Regions from separate parts of the Sus scrofa genome. Here region 1 is linked to region 2. A link is a contact called in public Hi-C data. All regions are on one chromosome and are shown on one strand. The core of a region is the stretch at or near the end of the contact, and the rest is flanking DNA. Distances in the headings are between cores, read along the strand shown. Region 1 overlaps IGF1R (insulin like growth factor 1 receptor). Region 2 overlaps IGF1R (insulin like growth factor 1 receptor).

Evidence for each region. Hi-C and Micro-C count contacts between places; a contact is called where the count stands out from the background.
Region 1: a contact with region 2 is called in a Hi-C map of liver, with 4 times the contacts expected there. The contact joins two enhancer-like sites. A contact is called at or near these places in 3 of 47 Hi-C or Micro-C datasets (embryonic fibroblasts, heart right ventricle and liver) and 1 of 2 datasets of contacts at active chromatin or transcription factors (skeletal muscle).

The regions. Positions count from the first base shown.
Region 1 is chr1:137,562,896-137,566,912 of Sscrofa11.1, reverse strand. The region is part of intron 2 of IGF1R (insulin like growth factor 1 receptor); the gene reads left to right. Among named protein-coding and RNA genes, the nearest start is that of IGF1R, 130 kb to the left of the region's middle. Within about 2 kb of position 1,537, at least 21 of the 83 cell types and tissues checked have an H3K27ac peak or open chromatin away from gene starts, as enhancers often do. A contact at or near this core is called in liver and skeletal muscle, where this site is marked.
Region 2 is chr1:137,488,683-137,492,813 of Sscrofa11.1, reverse strand. The region is part of intron 2 of IGF1R (insulin like growth factor 1 receptor); the gene reads left to right. Among named protein-coding and RNA genes, the nearest start is that of PGPEP1L, 180 kb to the right of the region's middle. Within about 2 kb of position 1,718, at least 71 of the 83 cell types and tissues checked have an H3K27ac peak or open chromatin away from gene starts, as enhancers often do. A contact at or near this core is called in liver and skeletal muscle, where this site is marked.

The DNA.
Region 1 (4,017 bases), core at 288-2,787, 74 kb before region 2:
AAAAAGAAAAAAAAAAAAAAAAACAAGAAAGACATCTTTAGTGTTCTAAATAAGGAAGGAATGGTGACCAAAGGGGGATCTCAAGGGTGCAGATGGCTTTGGCATCTCAGGCTGCATGTGTCAGTGATGGAAAGAGCAGCTAAGGAGTGATGTACATTGCAGGGGCCACCCAGAGTCAGGGGGATGCTGTGGTGGGCAGAAGGGTGAGGCAAGCACCTGCTGACAACTAGTGGAGAGAGCAGCATTATGGCCTAAGGAAAAGAGGATGACACAGATGCAAGAAAGGGTCTGCAGACACTTACACTTACCCTGGACATGGAGAGAAGCAGCTTGGAGCTTTGTTTCTCTGAAAAGCAGTGTAAGTTCACGCTGAGGGTCCAGTATGGAGATCATTACTGTGAGACCTAGATGAGGACTGACAGTGAGGAAACAGGGGAGAAGAAGAGAACCTGGCAAGACAAGCACGCATGAGTTCTATTGGACTTGGGGTGAGGGTGGAGGATGCAGTCATTTATTGAGTACCTGCTGTATGCCAGGTGGAGTATTCCCCCATAACCATGCAGAACTCAGTCAGACCAGCTCTGGACCAGTTGGTGGGGGAAGAGAGAGCAGAAATGGGCAATTATACTCCTGTTCTGAGAACACAAGAGGGGATCCTATAGGCATCACAACCAGCTCTGCCTGTGGGCTGTTGAAGGCTTCATGGATGAGGGTCATCAGCAGCTCAAGGGCCTCCATCACCATCAGGCTGTGTGAAATCTGCTTATCTTAATCGTAGTGGGGAACGGAGAAGCTGTAGTTCCTGTTCAACCTGCCTGTATCAACTCCCGTTTTATTCTTTGAAAAATTAAGAGTGTCTGACCCTTTTGGGTTCTTTCTCATGATTCTTGACACTAAGGTGTGGACTTGGTTTATTGGTACATAATCTCTTTGTGTTATTCATTATTCATGACCTTCATCCCAATTGGAAGTGATCTGGCCTCACCCTTTCACTTCCCAGGTGAGAAAACAGACACGGCTGGGGGGCCATGATTTATAGTTTGTCACACAGTTAAGAAGCCCAGTGGCTGAGGTCCTGCTGTATAGCACAGGGAACTATATCCAGTCACTTGTGATGGGGCATGAAGAGGATAATGTGAGAAAGAGAATGTATATTGTATGTATAGCTTGGTCACTTTTCTGTATAGCAGAAATTGACAGAACATTATAAATCAACTGTAATAAAAAAATTAAAAAAAAAAAAGCCTGGTGGGCACAGGGGCTCAGCCTCTGCTCTCTCTAGTCTCTAGTCTGTAAGCTCCTTGCCAGTAGAAAGGATGCCTACCAGGAGGATGGTGTAGGGAATGGGGACAGCCCTGGGGTGGGTATCAGACAAACACTGATCTCTGGTGGGGTGACTCTGAGCAGGTCCCCTCCCCTGTCGCCTGAGTCTGTTCCCTCTGGCACAGTAGGAGAGGCGGTTGCTCCCTTATGATGGACAGCTTTCCCTCTCGCGCCTGTCCTGCCCTGGGCCATGGCCTGGTAGTGGCCTTGCAGTTGGAGTCACTGGAGCCACGTGTCGGATCTCTGGCAGTGACCTTTGCTGTGTGATTTCCGGTGACTGATCCCTGTAGTGTCTTTGAAAGTTAGCACGTGGGTAATTCTCTGCCTTTTGAAAACAATGGAAAAACCCATCACCAGCCCCCAAACCAGCTGTCTTTCTGCTGATGAACAGACAGCAAACCCCGCAGAGCAGAAGAGTAGTTCCTTGTTAAGTGCTCTGGGAGTGCATAATACTTTTTAAATAAGATTAAAAATTATGTATTATTCTCACATACTGGCATCACTGTCAGATAATTGAGCATGAGTGCATTCAGCACTGTATGCTAGGTACGAAGTAGTAACATCAGTTCAGTGTTCAGTACATCCACTTTGTTCAAGAACAATGTATTCAAGGTCAGTGTATTTTGGCTGTGCTACAGGGTTCTGGAAATTCCCAAGAGAGTAAGTTTTTGTCTGTTATGTAATCCAGCACAAGCGAATGCAGTACCTCATGTTTAGTGATGACTTTCAAGATGCAATTGATTCTAAAATTTAGCTTTTTCAAATTTTGACTATTTAAAAAAATTCTCTTAAAGTTTAAGGTAGACTTTTGTTGACTTGTTTTCATTTATTCAAGAAATAGTTACAGAGCACTGCTCTGTTCTAGGTACCATCCCAAGCGCTTTGCAAATGTCAATTGATTTAATCTCAACCTCATTAGGTAAGTAAGTACTGCTGTGCCCACTTTACAGAGAAGGAGACTCAGCCACAGAGAGGTTAAAGTCAGTTACTCAGGTAATAAGGCTTGTTGGAGGTTTTTTCGACTTTTTAAATTTCAGATAAACACTGTGAAATTTCCTCATCATGAGCTATGCATTTCTAAATCTTCCCTGATGTAAAACTGCTGTTAAACAAGACCATCCCTTTACATAGTCATAACGTAGTAGCCCACGGCTTGGGCTTGTCCCTGGAGGAGGATAACATCTATGGGAGTTGAAGCAGGGGCTGCAGCACCTCTGAGACCACAGCCCCCTAGCAGCTCTGGCCATCTCAGGATTTCCCAGTGGAGCAGAGGTGTTAAGGTGGAATGAGGGAACCCAAGCAAAGAAAAGTCAGAGATGAGTTAATTAGCAGTGGAGTTTTCCTGCCATGCTTCGGTGGGCAAGTCTGAGGGGGGATCTGGGGTTCCCTATTTTTTTGCATGTGATCATTAAAACACAGAGTTCTCTGACTAGGGGATGTTTAGTTTTATGGGACTGTCATCTAGAGAGCCCTGCACCAGAGGGCAGCCTCCAGACAGCAGGGTGTAGTGGAATCTACTTGAAATACACACTTCATACACTTTAATGCTACCTATTCAAAGTTGGGGCCAAGAATGGAGCCACGGAGATGTTTGTGTCCGTGTAATAACAAGTATTCATATTTACTAAATATATATCTCTATGTGCTTTGCAATGTATTATCTGATTTGGTAAATCTCGACATTGTAAATTAATACAGTAAATAAGACTGTAAGGTGAATGTATAGCCTACTTGACAGAACTCTTTTAAGCACCTTGTAGAGTTTAATTTTTTTTAATTTACAGGTGAAATTAACATGCTAATTACAAATAATCCCTCACTGTTCACTCAAGCTGGCTAGCTCCTAAAAGATCCCCTTAAGGTTTATATAAATGACATAATATATTTGAAATTAATAACACTGCATGTCTTTTTAATGATATAATCCAAATAACAAGGAATAACTCTAATAGGAAATATGCAGGACATAATTATGGAAAATCTAACTAATCTTACTGAACAGTATAGAAAAAAAAAGAGAGAAATTGAAACATCATTTTTCCTATATAGAATATTACCAATGTCACTCCTTCCTAGATTGATTTATAATTAAAAAAAAAAATTTCACTGCTTCTGCACTTTGGAGGTTGATAAAGTAATTTTAATGTTTATCTTGAATCTTCAGTAGGTGAGACAAATTTAAGTTTCTTTGGAAAAAAAAAAGGAATGAATTGGGGTTGAGGTGTGAAGGGGGACTTGTCTGATTACTTTTGCTAGAATTAAGTGTCCCCTCCCCATTACTAATGTTGCAGTCAGACCATATTTAAATCCATTAGAAGATTTTACCTTTTAAGGAGAGCTACCAAATAACTGGAGAAGACTCTGCTTACCATTTGTGGAACCCAATTTCGTAGTTTTCAGCTTAGATTTATTTAAATGATCTTTTTGTAGAATAGTACGTGGCTTTATTTATTTAGCCACCCATATGGAGTTCCCAGGCCAGAGGTCAGATCCAAGCCACAGTTGCAACCTACACTGCAGCTGCAGCAATGCCAGATCCTTAACCCCCTAGGCCGGGCCTGGGGTGGAACCGGCATCCCAGCACTCCAGAGATGCTGCCAATCCCATTGGACTAGAATGGGCACTCCTACTTGTCTTTATTTTTTTACTGTGTAGCAAATGCTTTTTTAATAGCAATAATGGGTTATCATATTT
Region 2 (4,131 bases), core at 469-2,968:
GCAGGGGGGATGGGAGGGGAGGGAAGGCATCAGCAAGGAGCCCGTTAGAAGAACATGCAGAGTTAGCTGGGAGAAGATGCGGACTGCATGCAAAGGCTTGGCAAGCTGGGAGAACACTAATCGTGGGCCTGTGGCTCCATAGATCCACACATCAGAAGATGACACTGCTTTTGCCCTCAAGAAGTTCAGGGTCTAGTGAGGGGGCCAGACCTGTCAGCAGAGTCAGAATGCGGCATCGAATGTGTCTCGCCATCAGGGACACTTACCTAAGTGTGCTTTCTGAGGAGTTCTGCAGGGTCAGGGAAGCGGTGGAGAACAGTGGCCTCTCCTGGGCAGGCAGGGGATAGCACAGAAAGCAGAAAGAACAGTTAAGAGTGAAGGGTGTGTGTGGCCAGTGCAGGACCAGAACTGAAGGAAGGAAGTTGCATGCCTGGGGGCTGGAGCCATGCTGGAAGAGCTAAGGGGTACTAACTCCATACCACAGGCTGTGGAGGCTTTTTACAGAAAGGGGAGACTCGAGGGTTGAAGGATGCAGTTCCCTGGGACTGCTAGGTAGGGAGGCGCTATTAGAACAGGCAGACAACTGGACACTGGGGCCTGGAGGTGATGAAGACGACCCCCAGGTGGTCAGTTTACCCTAAGTTGTGTCCTGCAAGAGTCATTTTGTATCAGTATGGCTGTCTGGCCACGGTGGCAACATAGCTCACCATTAGAGTGTTGAGTCGGTGGGCAAACAAATGGAGTGGAGATCCCTCTTGGATCTGTCCTCCTGGTTCCCTTCTCCACTAGTACAGGAAGGAGCCTCTCTGTCCTCTCTCTCAGTTAGGTGGTTTGTGTGTGTCTCTCAAGTGCCCACGCCCCTCCTGGAGGCAGCCCCAGGAGCTGCCCAGCTTGGGGGAGCAGCGCCTCCCTGGCAGCTGCAGATTTTTCTCGCTAAGGTCCTTTGAGACTTTATGGTGAGGCCAGAATGAGGAGTGGATTGTGATTCAAGTCAAACCAGATGGGGAGTTACCGTTACCACGAGATACATTATCCTGGGCAAAATACTCCCTCTATGGAAAATGCATGTTCACTGCTTATTTCTTGTCAAGTGAGCTTAATATCATCTCAGTTTTTATACACACACACACACTCTTCCAAACAGCTCTGAGTGAGATCACAGCTCCAGGAACTTGAGATCAGAAGGTCTAACAGGGCATCTGATATACCTCTGTGCCATGGAGGGCACATTGTGTAAGGAAACAATTTTTAGTACTGGGGTTTAAAAGCACTTCTGAAAAGACAGAACTAGAAAATTTAGAGGAAGGGAAGGTCAACCAAAATGGCTCTTGCTCCGGTTTGAGAGTTGTTAAACCCTAAGAAGGAGAATAAATAGCAGAAACAAACCATTTTGGTTTTGCACAGAACAAAAATGATGTGAAGCTGCAAGTCAGCAGTTCTAGCCCAGCAGCTCTAAAGGAACACCCATTCGTGTTTGCTTTTCTGGGGTATCCTTGGTCGTCTCCCCACTGTGGGTTCCTTTTGTCTTGGTGCAGCCCCAGTTCAGAGCGAGGACGGGCAGCAGGCATCCCAAGCCCTCCCCGCCTCGCCTTGCCTCGCCTCGCCTCGGTGGACCAAGGTTGTTTACTACTTTCTACTCGGAGTAGCACGCCAATCACGACGGCCCGCCCTCCTCCCTGTCCAATCGGCTCGTTGGGAAAGTCCACCTTTCCGCGGGGGCTGGGCAGCGACTGGCTGGGGCAGCTGTCAGTCAAGCGGGCATCCCGCAAGGATGCAGCAGGAGTATTAGGGACTCGATCACCAGAGCTGAGGAGGAGTAACCTTCCCTATAAACAAGATGCCCCCCCCAATAAAGCAGGGCGGGGGTGGTGGTGGCGGGGGGGTGCACCGCAGCACAACCTAGCCCTGGGGCCCCACTGGAGCCGAGCGGGCTGAGCGCAGAGTCGGGGAATCCCTCCCTCCCTCCTCGCTCAGCCTCCCGCCCACCGCTGCAGTTGTAAACACGTTTCCCTCCATGTCTGTTTTCCCTTCTTTCTACCAGTGGCCATTACAGGCTGCTGTTTACCAAAATCTCGTCGGGCACATACCCTCCTCCTGGTCCCGTCCTCCATTGCCCGCGTCTCCCTGCCTTTATTCTGGCCTTTTTCTTTTCCTTCCCGCGGTCTTCAGACTAAAGGAGGCTAAGTTGCAACCAGGCTTGTTTTCCTTTTATTCCTGTCCATGTGGGACAAGTCACGCCTTGTCAACATGCACCATTTTCTGCGGAGATCATGCTTCCTTTTTAAATTGCGTGCATGGACTAGATTGATTTTGGTTAGGAACACTGCAGCTGAAACAGCTCTGGAAGGACTGGGTGGATTTTTTTGTTGTTACTGTTTCGGGACGCGGCAAATGCTGTTTTAATTCCGTGCTTCTTTCCAAGGTGGGTCTTGACTCCTTCACCCACTCCTAGATTTGAGATGTGTGCCCCCCGCCCCAAGACAGCATTGTGCTGAACTAAATGTTTTTGTACCTTATTCTGTGATGTGAATCAGGTTTCCCATTTCCAGCTGCACAATGTGGTTGTATTCAGTGTGATAGGGGCGTAGTGGACAGGAATTATTTGCGACAGGGCTGCCTGGAAGATGCGGAGTGGAGTTTGCGTGGCCTGGAGCAGCTCCAGTGTCTGAGGCTTCTCTGTTCCGTTACAGAGGCTCCAAGCAGGAAGCGTAGGCAAAATGGCAAAATACAGTATGTGGCATTCGGTTCAAAAATGCCTCCTTTTTAGGAGCTGGTGTTACACAGGACATCCAGTCCTCTTTAGCTTTTCTGCTCAGAAGAAAGAGAAAGTTTTCCATAAGATGGCTTGTTTGGGATATTTTGTGAGAGGCCCTATCACCAAAAAAAAGGAAAAAAAAATGATGATTTTGAGTTTCTGACTTGCTGAGTGGAGGTTAGGCCTCCTTCAGATGCCGAGTCACAGTCACGGAGCAAAAAGGCCTCTGCTTCTTGGTTTATAGGAATCGCAGAAACATACGTGGAGCTGCAGCCTGTGGGGGCAAGATGGAGCCTTCTGCCCATCTCAACCCTACAGCCTGTGTACTTTCTCAGCAGTGGGGCATTTGAGTTGCTTGTAGGGAATGTAAAGGGGGAAAGGTACATTGCAAATAAAATGTAAACAATATCTGTGGTTGTCCTGATTTCCAAGAGCCACTTCCAGGACCACTTAAGCCCAGGAAACAGGTCCTATTTCAAGTTATCCACCACATCTGATTTAGATTTCTCCCTCCTCCCACCCCCTCTCTTCTAGCTGTCCATTTGTACTCTCCCCTCCTAGGATGTTTTTTCTAGGTGATCAAATTAGTGTGTATTCATGTGTATCGTGGTAGTGTTGTGAGGATAGGTTCAGCTTTCACTTCATGACTTGAGAGAAGTGGTTCTGGGGCATCATTCCGTTACCAAAGGTGATGGAGAGGGCGAGGGCAGAGTCCTGCCTCAGGGCCGTGAAGTTCTTGGCACCGTCATCATCCGGCCTTGTGAAGTTACAAACTAGGCGATTGCTTGAAGTCAAAAAGACACTTCAGTATAAGGCGGAGTGCCGTCATGACCCGTGTTCCAGCTCTGGGCCCTTCTGCACTCACCTCTGTGAACCTAGGTTTCTGCCCCCCTCCCCCCCCAATCCCCACCTGGCCCTGGCAGGAGGTGGAAAGATGACCTCTATGCTGTGTTGAGAAGACTAAACGAAACATCTTAAGTAAGAAGTACCTGACTTGCAGAGGTGCCCAACTTGCCCTCTCTAGTAAATCTTCCTTCTTTTGGGGCCCCTCACATGGGCCTCCCACTTCTTCAGGGTGGCACGTTGAGCTCATCTTTCGCTGGGTTTCTGCATCACCTGCTCTTCTCTGGCCAGGTCAGCCTGTTCATTTTTCCATGCCAACAGCCTCTGTGCCAGTAAGTCACGTCTGAATAACCAAAGCATGTTTCCCTGCTGGAAGATGCCAGGGTAGGCTGGTCTGGGAGCCAAGTGGCTTTCTCCTGTTCAAATAAGCTTGGGAAGCAGGAGGGCCTGGCTGCTTTGCTCTTTAGTGGCTCGAGGCACGTTTGGAAACACCTTTAATCCCCACCCCAGAGTCGGATTGCCCCTTTCTTTCC